4 separate regions of the Mus musculus genome follow, and all the other regions are linked to region 1. The links are chromatin contacts, called in public Micro-C and promoter capture Hi-C maps. All regions are on one chromosome and are shown on one strand. The core of a region is the stretch at or near the end of the contact, and the rest is flanking DNA. Distances in the headings are between cores, read along the strand shown.

Region 1 (3,418 bases), core at 568-3,067:
CTTCACCGGTTGAGCCTATATCCTCCCAGGCCCGGGAAGTCCGTATCACCAACTAGGACGTACCTGTAGCCGGAGAAGGTGGAGGATGCAATGGGGCGTGCTGCGCGCACGAGCATCTCGGCCGCCTCAGCAGCCACCAGGTTTAGCGGGTTCCCGCATGCTGCGGCCCCTGCGTGCTCCCCTGGCTGTCCCGCGCTGTCCGCATCACCCCCACGGGGGGCGGCTATCCCAGCCGGAGGCTCTGCAGCAGGGCTCTAACCGGGGCGGAGGAGAGATGGAGAGGCAGGGTCAGCCCACCAGTGCTAAGGGAAGGTGGGGGGAGGGATGCAGTCTGCAGTGCTCACAGCCCCCTTATGCACCCTGGGGGCTCGACCAGAGAGGGAGCTGGAGCTTGGTGCCTATGACACCCTCGGTGCGGGTCTTCACTTCCTGTGGCTGATAACCAGAGCTCCTTTCAGGGACGCACCGGAGAGTGGAAGCCCCAGGTTGGCCACCCACGAGAAGCTTAGTGGGAACCTCCACCCTCACCCCCTACCACCACCTCGGCGCCCGGCTACTGGGAGTTGTGCGACCAGGAGCTGCTGAGCCTGGGGTGGGGGGTGGGGGGCAGGAAAGGAGGGGGCGCTGGCTGAGTTTGCTATGAGCCGGGAGGAGAAGAGGGGGAGGGAAGGACGCGGGCTCCCGCGGTCCCGGATCCCCGAGGGAGGTGTGATCACTCCCACGTAGCGACCCTCTTGTGCGTCCTGCCGCCCCCTCCTATCCATACCTTCCCCCCACCAGCTTCTCACAGGGCCCTCCCAGGCTCGGCGTCCCGCGCCAGCACTCACCGCAGCCTCTCTCCACATAGTTCTCAGCAGTGGCCACCCCTGGTCATCTCCAGGGCTGATTGCTGCCGCCGCGACTCTCAGAGCTCATCCGGCCCCATGCTCAGGCACAGCACCCCAGGAGCCTCTCTCCTAGAGCCCTGGCTCAGCTTTATGCTCCACTCCGGACAGCGGCTGCCAGGTCCTCTGAGCGCGCCTGGACACCCTCTCCGCAGTCCTGCTCCTGCTTGGCGTGCGTGAGTGTGTGAGTGTGTGTGTGTGAGTGAGTGTGGGAGCGCGCGCGCGCGTGTGGCCGGGGATCCCCGCGGTCCCTGGCGGAGAAGGGCGCAGGCAGAGGACCGCAGCTCCCTCCTGGCCCTTTCGCTGAAGGGCCAGCTCCGAGCTGGGCGTTCGGTTCCTCACTTGGTCAGCGGGAGCCCAGGAAAGAGCCTGGCCACCGCGGTTCACAACACTGGAGAAGCCAGGATCCTAGGGCACGCTTCTGCTGCGGTCGCCTAGGAGGATAGAGGAAAGCAGAGGCGCCCACCACAGCAACTTAGGACTTGTTCTCAGCCAGCGAGACGCAACGCAGCAACCCCCGCGCAATCCGACGTTGTTTGGAGCTCTGGTCCGCCTGCAGCCGCCCACCCCGGAGGCGGGCCAAGGCAGACCCCGCAGTCCCTAGGCGGCGACGCGGAGCGCGGCCACCCTCTTCTGGAGCGCACGGCGGCAGCGGAACAAGGCCGACCTAGGTGTCTGGCTGGTGACGGGGGGAGCTTGCGGTGGCGCGCAACCTTGGTGCTGAAACCACGCTCTCCGCCCGCTCCCGGGCGTCTGGTGCTGCTGAAGAATCAATTATTCAGATCTCTGCTACGGATTCCTCCTCCTCCAGTGCCTGGCGCTGGGTGCAGCAATCTCTGTTCCACGCAAGGCACGCCGACACGCACACACCCGCCCAGGATGCTTCTCTCAATGCCTCACCACCCTGATATGGGAACCCACTCTGATGTCAGAGAGCCGGGAGCTTAAAATCAGAAACATATATACTCTCTCCAAGCACAGACACGCGTGCGCGCGCGCATACACACACATACACACACAGACGCGCACCCACAGACACACATACACACTTGCTGCTTCCTTCTCTAAGTTGTTCGAGACAAAACGTAACCCTGTGGTTGCCTCTTCTAAGTCACCAGAACGGATAAGCCAAGAGCCTGGGGCTAACTGGCTGTGAAAACTGACTGGCTCCAATTCTAGCAGCTGGGCATGAGGCTCCTTGTTAGATGTCTACATTTGACCTTTGTACGGTCAGTCACTTGAATCCCAACACCTGTCTCTGCCTTTCTTCCCTTCCCTTGATGCCTCATGTCACCTGGATGTTTATGCTCCAAATGCATATGTTAAAATCCTAAGTATTAAGAGTACTGGCCTCCACAGTGATTAAGTCATAAGAATAGAATTGCATCCGGATCTTTATTTAAAAAAAAAAAAAAAAATCTCAGAGAGCTAGCCAGCTAGCCGGCTAGCCAGCTCCTAGCCCAGCCAGAAGCTGCCCCTAACAAACACAGAGCCTACTTCACCTTGTTCAGAGAACCAACTGTAAGAAACTTCTTGGACTCCTATACTGAGTAGTAGCTTTTGTTATTGCAGGTCTGCCAAACTCAGGAGTCACCCTCCTCCTTTAATGACTGATAATCTGAAAAAGCAGGCGAGCAACAGCAGTAAAAATAAATAAATAAATAAATAAATAAATAAATAAATAAATGCCATTTCTCAGGGTTATTTTGCAATAAAAAGACAATGGTCAAAGATTTAACAAAACCTGACACGTAGTAGGTACCCAAGAAAAAATGAGAGCCCTCTAAAGTAACTCATCCAGGGGGGATCGATATGGCTACAGAAAGGAGCCCCTGGTCCTGGAGACCCGTGGGTTTATTGTGGAGCTGATGTTGTGTGTGGAATACCCTGGGGTTTTACACAAAAGAAAACAAGGAAGCAGACAGAATCTGGACGGTAAAGGAAAAGGGGATGGGGGTGGGCAATGTGATACAACAGAGGCAGAAACTGGAGCAATGGTCCATTTACTGGGGCTGTGAATGGGCTGGACTGAGCCGGGCTAAGCTGGGCCTCTCTCTTGCATGGATATCATGCAAGACTCTGACCTGAGAACTTGAGAATGTTACACTGCCTTAGCTCAGATAAATGCACACCTGCAGCCCCAGCTACTAAGGAGGCTGTGCAGCCTAGGCAGAGCAAGCCCCATCTTTAAAAGCTATCTAGAGAACAAGCAAAGGCCTGAAACATAAATCATAAAGAATGAACACAGTGGGAAAACCAGGCCTAGTGGTGTGGCCAATGTGGCGACCGGGGTGGGGAAATCAAGTGCAGGGTACCCACGGGCAGCAGAGTGAGTTCAAGGCCAGCATGGGCAATTTATTGAGACCTTGCCTCAGAGTGAAAAGTGAAACCAAGGCTAAAGAGGGGGCTCCAGTGGCAGAAACTGTAATCTTGACTTCAAATGCCACATAGTAGCTGTGTTCCTTCTGTTGGCTGCACACAAATGCAACTCAGTGGTCACTGCATTGTTCACTGGCTTGTTCTCTAATGACAAT
Region 2 (3,418 bases), core at 626-3,125, 1.6 Mb before region 1:
GTAAAACATTTGCCTGTATGAACAGGACCCTGGGTTTAATACCCAGTACTGACACAGTAGTGGAGAGAAGAGGGAGGTACCAACTTTGAGCAGGGTGGGTGTGAGAATCAGAGACAGTGATGGAAAGCTCTTAGCTGGTGTCTGGGCAGCCCTAAATTCCAATAAACAAAATTACCCCCCTTTCCCCGTCCTGCCACAGGTGTCATTCAAGCCCCTTTCCCTTTTATATTGAGCTTCAATTCTCTTAGTAGCAGGCCCTGTGGGAGGTGCTGGGAAAACCAGGCACCAACAAGTCACAGGTGACGGCCCTTCAGGCAACAGGATGCTCGCCTCTTCTAAACTACCTGCTTTAAATCACCCCACACTCTTTCTACTGACAAGCTGGCCCTCAGACTGCCTGACAAGACCTTTCACCTTTCATTCAGCTTCACCATCCAAAGGTGTTTGGCCGCTGGCTTGGACTCCCCCCACCTTCTTTCATGAGGACTACCACTCAAATGTAATTGCTTGTGTAGTGACGACCTCTCTCCGCAGCAAGTCCAGGAAGGCCTAGAGGGCACTGCCTGGATTTGAGGTCTAGCTCAGTCATCAATGGTGCACAGGGCTGTCTATTGGTTGGATGGATTCTACATACCTTCAAGTTAAAATGAGAGTGGCCCCGCCCCCAGGCATAGCCCCACCCTCTCAGGCCCTGTGGTCAAAGGCCTCCCACCCACAGCCTCCATGACCACTGAAGTTCAGGTTTGGAGAAGAGCATCAAAACTGAGGGACAGTTCCCTCCATCCATTGTCCCCGGACTTACTGAGAAGCTGTCTGCTGGAGTCGCTGACCGTCACATTCTCCTGCCAGAAAGGGTTCATCAACGGCGTGCAGGAGCTCTGGACTGATGGGAGGAAGGAGTTTCACCTGCAGAATCCTGACATTCTCCCTGCCCCCCCCCCCTCCGACCCCTGCCCCAAAGCTGCCTTAGATGTCTCCGGCCCAAGAAAGCAAGAGGGTGTTATGCACTTGTAAGCTGGCACTTCGCACTTTTGCAGGCCAGCCTCTGTCCATCCTCCCAGCACCCCTAAGTGCTTGGCACTGTGAGCTTGGAGGTTGAGATAGGAGTATGAGGTAAGCAACAGGTCCCAGGTACTGCACCCAGGTGAGAACACGGACCCTGGAAGGACCCTTACCCCGGCAAGTTCTCCAGAGTCCCGAGTGGGAGCTCAGAGGCTCTTGCTGGCTGCGGTTGGCCGGTCCCTGGTCCCTCATCCTCTGGCTGCTCCTTTCCAGCCTCTCGGTGTCGATGATGTACCAGAAGTCGGTGCCGATGGCTGCTGCCAGCAGCACGAAGCTCAGAGCCCCGCTCAGCGCCGCCGCTCCCGCCAGAGCGCCCAGGCGCACCCGCATCTCCCAGCGTTGGGCCCCCGGGCGCCGGCTCCTGCCCACGCTCCCCGTCTGTTCGCTGCACTCCAGATTCTCCAGCGTGGATCTCTGGCTCCACTTACGCGATCCCACCCGCACGTGCTCCGGCCCAAATCAGTGTCCTCAGGGATCCCTGTCCTCGCAGACCTCCACCCTAGTGCCTCCCGACCCTCCCGGGTCCGACTAGCACAGGTGCCACCTGCTCTCGCAGCTCCAACTTGCGCCCCGTTCCAGCGTCTCCTCCTTTCTGGCTCTGCACTCTTCTCCCCAGCCCCCGACTACTGCCTCCACTCCCCTGCCTCACCCTCCATGAACCCCTCCAGCAGCTCCCCGCCTCTGTCGACCTCAGTCCTCCTTGTTCTCCCCACACCTCTACCTCGGCGCCCCCAGTTCAGCCGGCGTCTATCTTCGCTTCCCACCGCTCCGGATCGGGGCGAGCGTCCTGAAACCTCAAGAAGACTGGGCTCACAAGACGAGCAGGCTGGACAGAGGGAGGTGCCAAGGGGGCGGTGCTGAAGAGAAGGCGGACTTCAGATACTAGGGAGTCAGAGGAGGCTGACTTTCTCTAATCTGGGGTTGCAGAGTCTCCTGCAAAGCCTCCTCCTGAGGCGCTTTTGATTCCAAAATGCACCTTCAAGTAATTTTCCTCTGCTGACTACAAAAGAAAAGGTCGGGATTTTTTTTTTCCACAAAAATTCTTTTAGTCAACAGGGAACATTAGATTCTGTGACTCTATTTTCTTTGTCAACAAAAATCTTCATCATCACAACCACCACTTCACTAACACCACAGCCCTACCCGCCACCCCATCATCTACATCACCACTACTACCACCATCATCAGCCTCACCATTTCTACCATTGCCCTCACCCCACCATCAGCACCACCACCGTCATCCCACCCTCACCCCGTCACCATTACCACACCAACAATAACAACCATCCCCACCATCTTCATCACCAGCACCAACAACCTCATCACCACTGTTACCACAAACACCGTTACCATTTTCTTTACCATAGCCGCCATTACCAGCGTTACCAATACTGCCATCCCCTTCCTCAGCACAAAACCTCTCATTCCTGGCACGAGGGTCCATGCTAAGAAGAAAGGGCATTAGCAGTCCAAACGCAGCCCAGACTTCCCATTCCTAAAGCAAGACACCCCAAGGAAACTCTCCTGTGTGTATGGCGATGGGAGTGAGGGAAGCAGGTTTGAAGAGTCAGAGATGGCCTGACTTGCAGTCTGCAGTTCTCAATGGCCCCTCATTGCTACCTTCTTCGCTGAGCGCTCAAACCCTTGATGCTGCTGTGACACAGTTTTAAAAAACTGTAATGCTGAAGTCAGTGAATAGGGGTGAGTAACCAGATGGGAGGCCTCAGTTAGTCTTTGGGGAAGCAACATTGACCCTGAGATGTGGACAAGCCAGCAGTTTACCCTACCTGCAGGAGTGTGAAAGTTTGCTACATACAGAGAAGTTTCAAGAATCTGGTGAGGGAAGGGGGCTTAGAAGAAAGACGAGAAGGTAGAAAGCAAAGGTGTACAGATCTGCAGACTCATGAGTGGGACTTGGGATTTCAGAGCTCATTGGACTCACAGTTTAACTCTTTGGAAAGTCTAAGTAGGAGACTGAAATGTTCTAACCTCATGGTGAGGGGGGCCAAAACCCCCAATATCTGTGATATTGCTATGTACCACCAAATGGCAAGAAGCAAGAATAATTGAGGTGAGGGAGCTGGAGAGACAGCTCAGGAGGTAAGAGCCCTTGAGACACAACGACATTAATTCAAAACCCCGGAATGCACATAAAAACATAGACAGGGTCATATGCACCGTAACCCCAGCTCTGTGTGGAAAGGACAAATACAGGAGGATTTCCAGGGCTTGCTGATTGCAAGCCTAGCTCCAAATTCAGTGAAAAAGCCCATCTGAAAACAATAAAGCAATGTAGACCTGATATCACCCCACCTCCAGTCTCCATGGAAAGTGCACACACATAATTTTAAGAGGC
Region 3 (3,418 bases), core at 482-2,981, 1.1 Mb before region 1:
TTCTTCTTCTTCTTCTTCTTCTTCTTCTTCTTCTCTCTCTCTCTCTCTCTCTCTCTCTCTCTCTCTCCCCACCCCCCCCCCTCTTTCTTTCTCTATCTTTTTCTTGTTTCTCTGTGTAGCTTTAGCTGTCCTGGAACTTTCTCTGTAGACCAGGCTGGCCTTGAACTCAGATATCTGCTTGCCTCTGCCTCCCAAGTGCTTGGCTTAAAGGCGTGCACCACCAATGCCTGGCTAGCAGTGTAGCTTTTTAAAGTCTTCTTTAACACTCACTTCCCACTTTTCATCTCTGATCACCCATCCCTTCTCTATCGGGAGGACCCATATGCCTTGACTGGGCCATGGGATGCCCCAGGTAATGCCCCATCATAAAAACTTTTAACATAATTATATCTGAAAATTCCTTAACCATAACTTAACAGAGCTTCAGGTTCTAGGGCAGAGAATATAACCACACTAAGATAGGAAAGACTGTCTATCACATCAACTTTACTGAAAAAGGAACTCCACGCCCAGAGATGGCAAGTGCCTTGCTCAGAGATGCACAGGAGGGGGATGGTGGAGCTGTATTGGAATCCAGTGCCTCATCTCTCTAGAACCTCACCACACTTTCTGGAGAGGCTGTGTTCATGAAGTGGCACCCCATGTCACCTTCCTGACGTGTGGAAACCACTTGAATCATTCTGAATAGATATTCTTTAGTTAGCTTAGGTATATGTAGAGACATGATACATTTAGGCAATATTTGTATTTTACATGTGTGGTAACTTACATGTCTGTGCACTCTGATCCCCACAGGAGCCAGAAGAGGGTATCGGATCCTTGGATTTATAGGTGGTTGTGAGCTGCCATGTAGGTTCTGGGAATTGAACCCGTGGTCCTCTAGAAGAACAGTCAGCATTGTTCGCCTCTGAGCCCTCAGGGGTGGGCTAGGCAAGATTCACATAGTTAGCCATGTCTTTGAAGGAGGAGACACAGCCTCTGAACCTATAGGACTGCCACTTAAGAGAGAGGGCGACAGGGGCTCAACTGTTAAGAGCATTTGCTGTCCTTCACAACGACCTGTAACTTCAGGGGATCCAATGTCCTCTTTTAGCCTGCACGGGCACCCCCACACACATGACAGCCACTTAAAGGGAAACAGACACATGTAAATAAAAACAATAGAAGTAACAGTTTCAAAGAGAGGTCTTTGTTGTGTGTGAACAGCAGACCAGAGTCAAATGGGTAATTAAAGTCACTGGCTCCCCTCACACCAAGGCCGCGCGGGCCAATGGGTGAGTGACTGACAGGGATCCAGCTATAGCCTCCTCCCAGTTCCTGGTTCTCAGAGGTTCCTGTCTGACAAAGCCCGAGCCCGAGGCTCCCATTTGTGTGCTTAAGCTAGAAACTGTCATGCTTTAACTGTCAGCAGCTGCCACCACAGAGAGCAAGCTTTGCCACGGTTTCTGGGAAAGGGAAAAAAAATGATGACATTTCCAGGAACTGCCTGTTCTGTCCCTGAGGTGGGTTGTCCCCAAGAGCTGGCATATGGCATATGACTTCTGGTTTGCTTACGTCAAGAGAGAGAGAGAGAGAGAGAGAGAGAGAGAGAGAGGGAGAGAGGGAGAGAGGGAGAGAGGGAGAGAGAGAGAGAGAGAGGCTTTACTGACAGCAGTGTTGTGGTAACTCGAGGCCAGCTGCATCACTGGAAAGCCCACCCCAGTGCGGAAGCTGCATCTGGAGACTGACTCTCCCTTACTGTATGCGCTGCCTTGGGGATGGGCCTCCTCAATCCTGCAGGTTTCCTGAGCTTCCTGTGTTTTATGAATTTGGAGGAAGTTTTTTTGATTCAGAGAAAACAGCTCCACAACTGGAGGACTGGAGCACTCAGGCCCTGGAACTGTGGATAGCAGTGCGGAAGGGAGACAGAGGTGGAGACAGTTAAACGCGCTCGTCACTCCTGTCCAGGAGTTCTGATTTTATCCCGAGCAGGATGGGACACTAGGGAAAGGTTTCAAGCAAACGAAATGTCATGATTTGGGGGACAAGGCTTCATTATAGAGCTCAGGTTGGTCTTGATCTCAGGATCCTCCTGCCTTAGACACCGAGAGCTGGGGTTACAGATTTGTTATGCTATGCCCAGTTGGAACTGGGCTTTTAAAAAGATTCTCCCCACTCTGTCTGCTGAAGGCGTCCTGTGGGCAGCACTGAGGGGAGGGAGCAGGATCCTACCAGGATCAAGCCTGTCTGTCCAATTTTTTTGGGGGGTGGGAATGGCTGGAGTTAGTGGGAGCTTGTGGAGGGAGATTGACATGGTCAAGTTCAAGGTGCAGGCTGTGTTCCCAATGTAGAATCAAAAGGACTTGACCGTTCTTCCAATTACAGGTTAGTGCCCCTCTTACAACATAATGTCTCAAATAGTGTGTTGGGGAACAAAGACCTCACATGTAATAATAACACAAACTGGAGACTCAGAGCAGCCAAGTAGGGTACTGCCAACAGAGGTAAGATTGGTGGGTGAGCCACAGAAGTGCAGGGAACAACTTTTATAGTCCTGAATTCTGAACAATCCTCACCTCCCTTTCTTCATTGAGTGAGGACTCAGGGGCGAGGCACAATCTTACATGTCACCTGACATGTCTATTTCTCAGCAAAGGCCAGGTGTGGGTTTGGTTTTTGTTTGTTTGTTTGTTTTTGTTTTTTCATTCTGTTTGTTTAAATCTTTTCATTTAAGCTGCATGGCCTTGTTATATTTTCAGGTCATTAGGGAAAGCCCCGTTAATTTTCTACTGTAAATTTTATTTTCAGGTCATTAGGGAAAGCCCCGTTAATTTTCTACTGTAAATTTTTAGATTGCATGGGGGAAACTTCACAAACAAAGCCTCCTGCTCATTTTTAGTTGGATCTAAGCTGACTCAAGGTACTTATGAAAATGGACCACTCTTTTTTATTTCTCACAAATAAGACTTGTAGAAAGAGTTAACAGCACAACAGAGCAATAGAAACCACCCCATAAACACATCAGACATACATCACTTAGAGATGAGGCGTCTTTAGGCTAGCTGTGTGGCTTTCTGGGGTGGTGGCTTTTAAGCTGGCCTTCAGGAAAAGTAAAAGTGAAGGAGGTGATTTACAGTTTTAAAAACACCCCTCTCTGGTGAGAACAGCTTAAGTAGCCAGGTGATGTTGAGGCAGGAGGATTACCATGAATTCCTGGTTAGCTTGGGCTGCAAGTCAAGACCCTGTTTCTGGATGGGTGTGGTGGCCCATGCCTGGAGTTCCAGCATTGGAGAGGTGGAGACTGGAGGACCAGGAGTTCACGATCATTCCCCACCAAATGGTGAACTGAGGACAGACAGCCTGGGCTACAGGAAGTCCCGCTGAGAGGGATGAGACAGGCTGGGCCACAGGTTATCTCAGTTGATTGTCCACAGTCAAC
Region 4 (3,418 bases), core at 467-2,966, 1.1 Mb before region 1:
TCATGCCAAGCAAGGACTCCATGAGGGTTTGTCAAATAAATGAATTTCTTCAAAGGGTTAATTCTGCAGCAATTTCTTTGTGGCTGATATGAGTTCCAATGGAGAGAGGCATCGAGGGCAATACAAAGAGCCTGAAGCTCACTGGCTCACATTGGGGACCCATTTGTCTAAAAAGGCCTGCATCTGTTAGGACTGAGCCTTAGTTCTGGCCCTATAGCCCCAGTAAGCTCCCAATAGCTGCCTGTGTTGGACAGCTCTGAAACATGTTAGCTAATGGAACATTGATTTTTTTTTTAAGAAACAAAAAAAAAAAATGCAGGTGTTGCTGCAATCGATAGCCAAGAAGAGAGACTGAGGGAGGAGTTGGGTGAGACTAGTCCCTGAGCACATCCTCCCTGCGCTCCCAGGTGCTCCCAGGCCCCCTTACCTCTTGGGGATAAATGCTGGAGAGAAAAGCAGGAGTAATAAGGACAGGGATGTGCCTTGGTTCTCTAAGCGTTCCTCCTAGGGCCTTTGTGTCGGTCCTGAAGAAGTTACCCAGACTCCTTACAGATCCAAAATCAGCAGGACAATCCCCTTCCCAGTGTCCTGCTGCTACCACATGACAGAACTGGGATTTAGGTCTGTGCAAACACATATTCGGAGCAAACACAGACCCTTAAGAAGCACCAGAGGGGACGCACCAGTGGGTGAAGTGCGTATCACACACATGTGAGAACCTGAGTTTAGATCGCCATACAAAAGTCAGACATGAAGATCATATATTTGTAGTCTCAATCCTGGGGAGGTGGAGACAGGTGGATCCTGGGGTTTTCTGGTCAGCAAATCTCATCTAAATTGGCAAATTCCAGGTCATCGAGAGACTCGGCCTCATGCTTGGCTATGAGGATCTGAAATCTACTGGGGCGGGCAGCAGAGACATTTCTATTCTGAATCACTCCGCACCCTCATCACCTGTGAGGCCAAGTCGGTTCTTCTCTCCCCTAATTGCATCCATTTGCCTTTTCTTTCTTGTGTTACATAAGCTGAGATATTGGACTCGTTGGCTGTGACGGCTGAATTCTCTTCTAATTATAAGAAAAACAGTCTTTTCTCTCTTCCATTATTCCTAATGGAAATTAGCTGCATCCATCTTCTGGCTTTGGGACAGATCTCTGGGTCTCAAGTAGTGCCCGCTGATGCAGGCTTGGCGAGGAAGCTTGTCGCAACAGAGGCAGGCATGAGGGTTCAGAGCTGGATAGATGGAAGTTTGACTCTGGTCATTTGGTGAGAGCTGCAGCAGGTAGAAGCACAGCTTCTCGTGTTGGTTTTCTTACCTGAAAGGCGAGTCAGTGACCTCTCTGCAGGTGTCAGCGTGAGGGATCAAAGGTTGTTTATTACTGGGAACTGAGTCTGGTGGTGCAGGCCTGTGATCTTAGCACTGGGGAAACTGAGGCAATAAGATAGCCTCAAGCTGTGGGCTTGAGGCTAACCTGGGCTACATGTGCTCTCCTTTCAGGAGCCTGAGTGCTGCAGGCTCCTGTGGAAAGGATTCTTCCAGGTCTGACATACTTCTTGCTAGGTGCCAATCTCCTGTCTGGGAATCCTTGCAGTGCTGGGCGCTTGCCCAGAGAAAGGAGCAAGCTCTTGTGCTTGGTTCTGTGTGCCGAGCTGGGATGGTGGGGGAGGGGCAGCACTGAGCAGTGGGAACTAGAACTAGCTTTGCTCTCTGTGTCATCCGTGCCTGGTAGACCTTTCCTAGTGAGTCATCTGGCAGAGAAAGATACAAGCTGGGCTGCCAGGGAGGAATGCAACGAGCTTCAGTTCCAGCAGGCTTTGAGAGCATCTTAGTCAGAATTGCTATTCCTGCACAAACATCATGACCAAGACGCAAGTTGGGGAGGAAAGGGTTTATTCAGCTTACACTTCCACGTTGCTGTTCACACCAAAGGAAGTCAGGACTGGAACTCAAGCAGGTCAGGAAGCAGGAGCTGATGCAGAGGCCATGGAGGGATGTTACTTACCGGCTTGCTTTCCCTGGTTTGCTCAGCTTGCTTTCTTACAGAACCAAGACTACGAGCCCAGGGATGGCACCACCCACAAGGGGCCCTCTCCACTTGATCACTAATTGAGAAAATGCCCCACAGCTGGATCTCACGGAGGCTTTTCCTCAAGGGAGGCTCCTTTCTCTGTGATAACTCCAGTTTGTGTTAAGTTGACACACAAAACCAGCCAGAACAGAGGGTTAGAACCTGTTCCAGGGCCAAGGGAACAGCAGGAATGAGAGTCAGGCAGACCTGGGGCTGGAGCTCCAGGGCCAAGGGCACAGCAGGAGTCAGAGTTAGGCAGACCTGGGGCTGGAGTCCCCGCTGTGCAGCTCCCAGCTCAGTGCCATTCTCTCGGAATCCCGATTTCTTCATTTGTCAGATGGAGATCATAGTAGGAGCGAATTTGCTGACACGTATGGAACCCTTAGTGCTTTGGGACGACTCTAACTTAATTATCCTAGCTCATTCTGGTTACCTCTTGCTGTGAAACCTGGTTGCTTTACACATCAGTTTGCCATTCTCTCCCAGGCTTCTGTGTGCTGACTGGGCTCAGCTGGGGCTCTGGCTGGGTTCTCTTGTGGCTGGAACCATCTGGAAACTCAGTGGGGCAGGACATCTAGGATGGCTTCTGTATTTTTTTTCCCCCTAAGGCAGGACCGCGTACAGCCCAGACTGACTTTGAACACATTTTGTAACCCAAGCTGACCTTGAACTTCTCATCCTCTGCCTCTACTCCCCAACCAACAGGCATATTCCACCATGCAGAATTTAAACTGTGTTGGAGATTGAACCTGGGCTTTGTGGATGCTGGGAAAACAGTGCATCCCCACCCCCACCTCTGTGCTCCTGTGGACTTCAGTGGAGATACACTTAGGCTGTAGGCCATGAGATCTGACAGCAAAGGGGAACCGGCTTCAATCCCCAGCAGACATACCCAGCTGCAGGGCTGGGCTGTTCTCAGGCAGTGAGAGCTGAGAGAGCTGACAGAAGGCATCAGCCTATCTCCTCCATTCATTGCTGGAGGGAGCTGACCAATGAGCCACAGTGAAGCCCATCAGCCTGGCAGATAGCTCACCCCAAGTTCCCTGACAGAGGACTCTGCCATTGAGTCTCCAGCATTCTGGCCACTCAGCCCTTTTTTTTTTTTTTTTTTTTTTTGGGCCCAGAAAATAACAACTCAGAGTACAGGGATTTGGCAGTCTGAGTGCTCTGAAACTAAAGGAAATCCACAGCCCCCCTGGCCTTCTCCTACCCACTTGTCTTTTGACCTCCTGAAGCACACAAAGGCCTTTCTCTGACTCATCTGACTAATGGATGTTCTAGAAGCAAGAATGTAATCATTTTGTGTCTCCTCCTTGGAATCCCATTAACCAGAGAGGAGCTTGCATCTC

Evidence for each region. Promoter capture Hi-C pulls out the DNA fragments that hold promoters and counts their contacts. Hi-C and Micro-C count contacts between places; a contact is called where the count stands out from the background.
Region 2: a Micro-C map of embryonic stem cells shows a contact between it and region 1, with 3 times the contacts expected there. The contact joins the promoter of Tmem114 here to the promoter of Grin2a in region 1. A contact is called at or near these places in 2 of 484 Hi-C or Micro-C datasets (both in embryonic stem cells), 1 of 115 datasets of contacts at active chromatin or transcription factors (embryonic midbrain) and 1 of 9 other capture datasets (embryonic stem cells).
Region 3: a contact with region 1 is called in a promoter capture Hi-C map of hippocampal neurons, with 13 times the contacts expected there. The contact joins the enhancer-like site here to the promoter of Grin2a in region 1. A contact is called at or near these places in 7 of 39 promoter capture datasets (cranial neural crest, frontonasal cranial neural crest, hippocampal neurons and 4 more), 5 of 115 datasets of contacts at active chromatin or transcription factors (embryonic forebrain, embryonic hindbrain, embryonic stem cells and 2 more) and 1 of 9 other capture datasets (pancreatic islet).
Region 4: a contact with region 1 is called in a promoter capture Hi-C map of hippocampal neurons, with 12 times the contacts expected there. The contact joins the enhancer-like site here to the promoter of Grin2a in region 1. A contact is called at or near these places in 9 of 39 promoter capture datasets (cranial neural crest, embryonic stem cells, frontonasal cranial neural crest and 6 more), 3 of 484 Hi-C or Micro-C datasets (cortical neurons and embryonic stem cells), 9 of 115 datasets of contacts at active chromatin or transcription factors (SST interneurons, embryonic forebrain, embryonic stem cells and 2 more) and 1 of 9 other capture datasets (adipose tissue).

The regions. Positions count from the first base shown.
Region 1 is chr16:9,993,996-9,997,413 of GRCm38.p6, forward strand. Grin2a (glutamate receptor, ionotropic, NMDA2A (epsilon 1)) reads right to left here and starts at 1,818. Exons shown (of 14, transcript NM_008170.4): 1 at 828-1,818; 2 at 64-254. Gm30668 (a long non-coding RNA gene) reads right to left here. Exons shown (of 3, transcript XR_384651.2): 3 at 3,214-3,418.
Region 2 is chr16:8,423,261-8,426,678 of GRCm38.p6, forward strand. It overlaps Tmem114 (transmembrane protein 114), which reads right to left and starts at 1,876. Exons shown (of 4, transcript NM_029070.2): 1 at 1,176-1,876; 2 at 803-883. The coding sequence starts at 1,392.
Region 3 is chr16:8,914,895-8,918,312 of GRCm38.p6, forward strand. No RefSeq gene overlaps it. Among named protein-coding and RNA genes, the nearest start is that of Gm30310, 35 kb to the left of the region's middle. Within about 2 kb of position 1,732, at least 33 of the 459 cell types and tissues checked have an H3K27ac peak or open chromatin away from gene starts, as enhancers often do. A contact at or near this core is called in hippocampal neurons and pancreatic islet, where this site is marked.
Region 4 is chr16:8,937,010-8,940,427 of GRCm38.p6, forward strand. No RefSeq gene overlaps it. Among named protein-coding and RNA genes, the nearest start is that of Gm30371, 23 kb to the right of the region's middle. Within about 2 kb of position 1,717, at least 31 of the 459 cell types and tissues checked have an H3K27ac peak or open chromatin away from gene starts, as enhancers often do. A contact at or near this core is called in SST interneurons, cortical neurons, forebrain and 1 more, where this site is marked.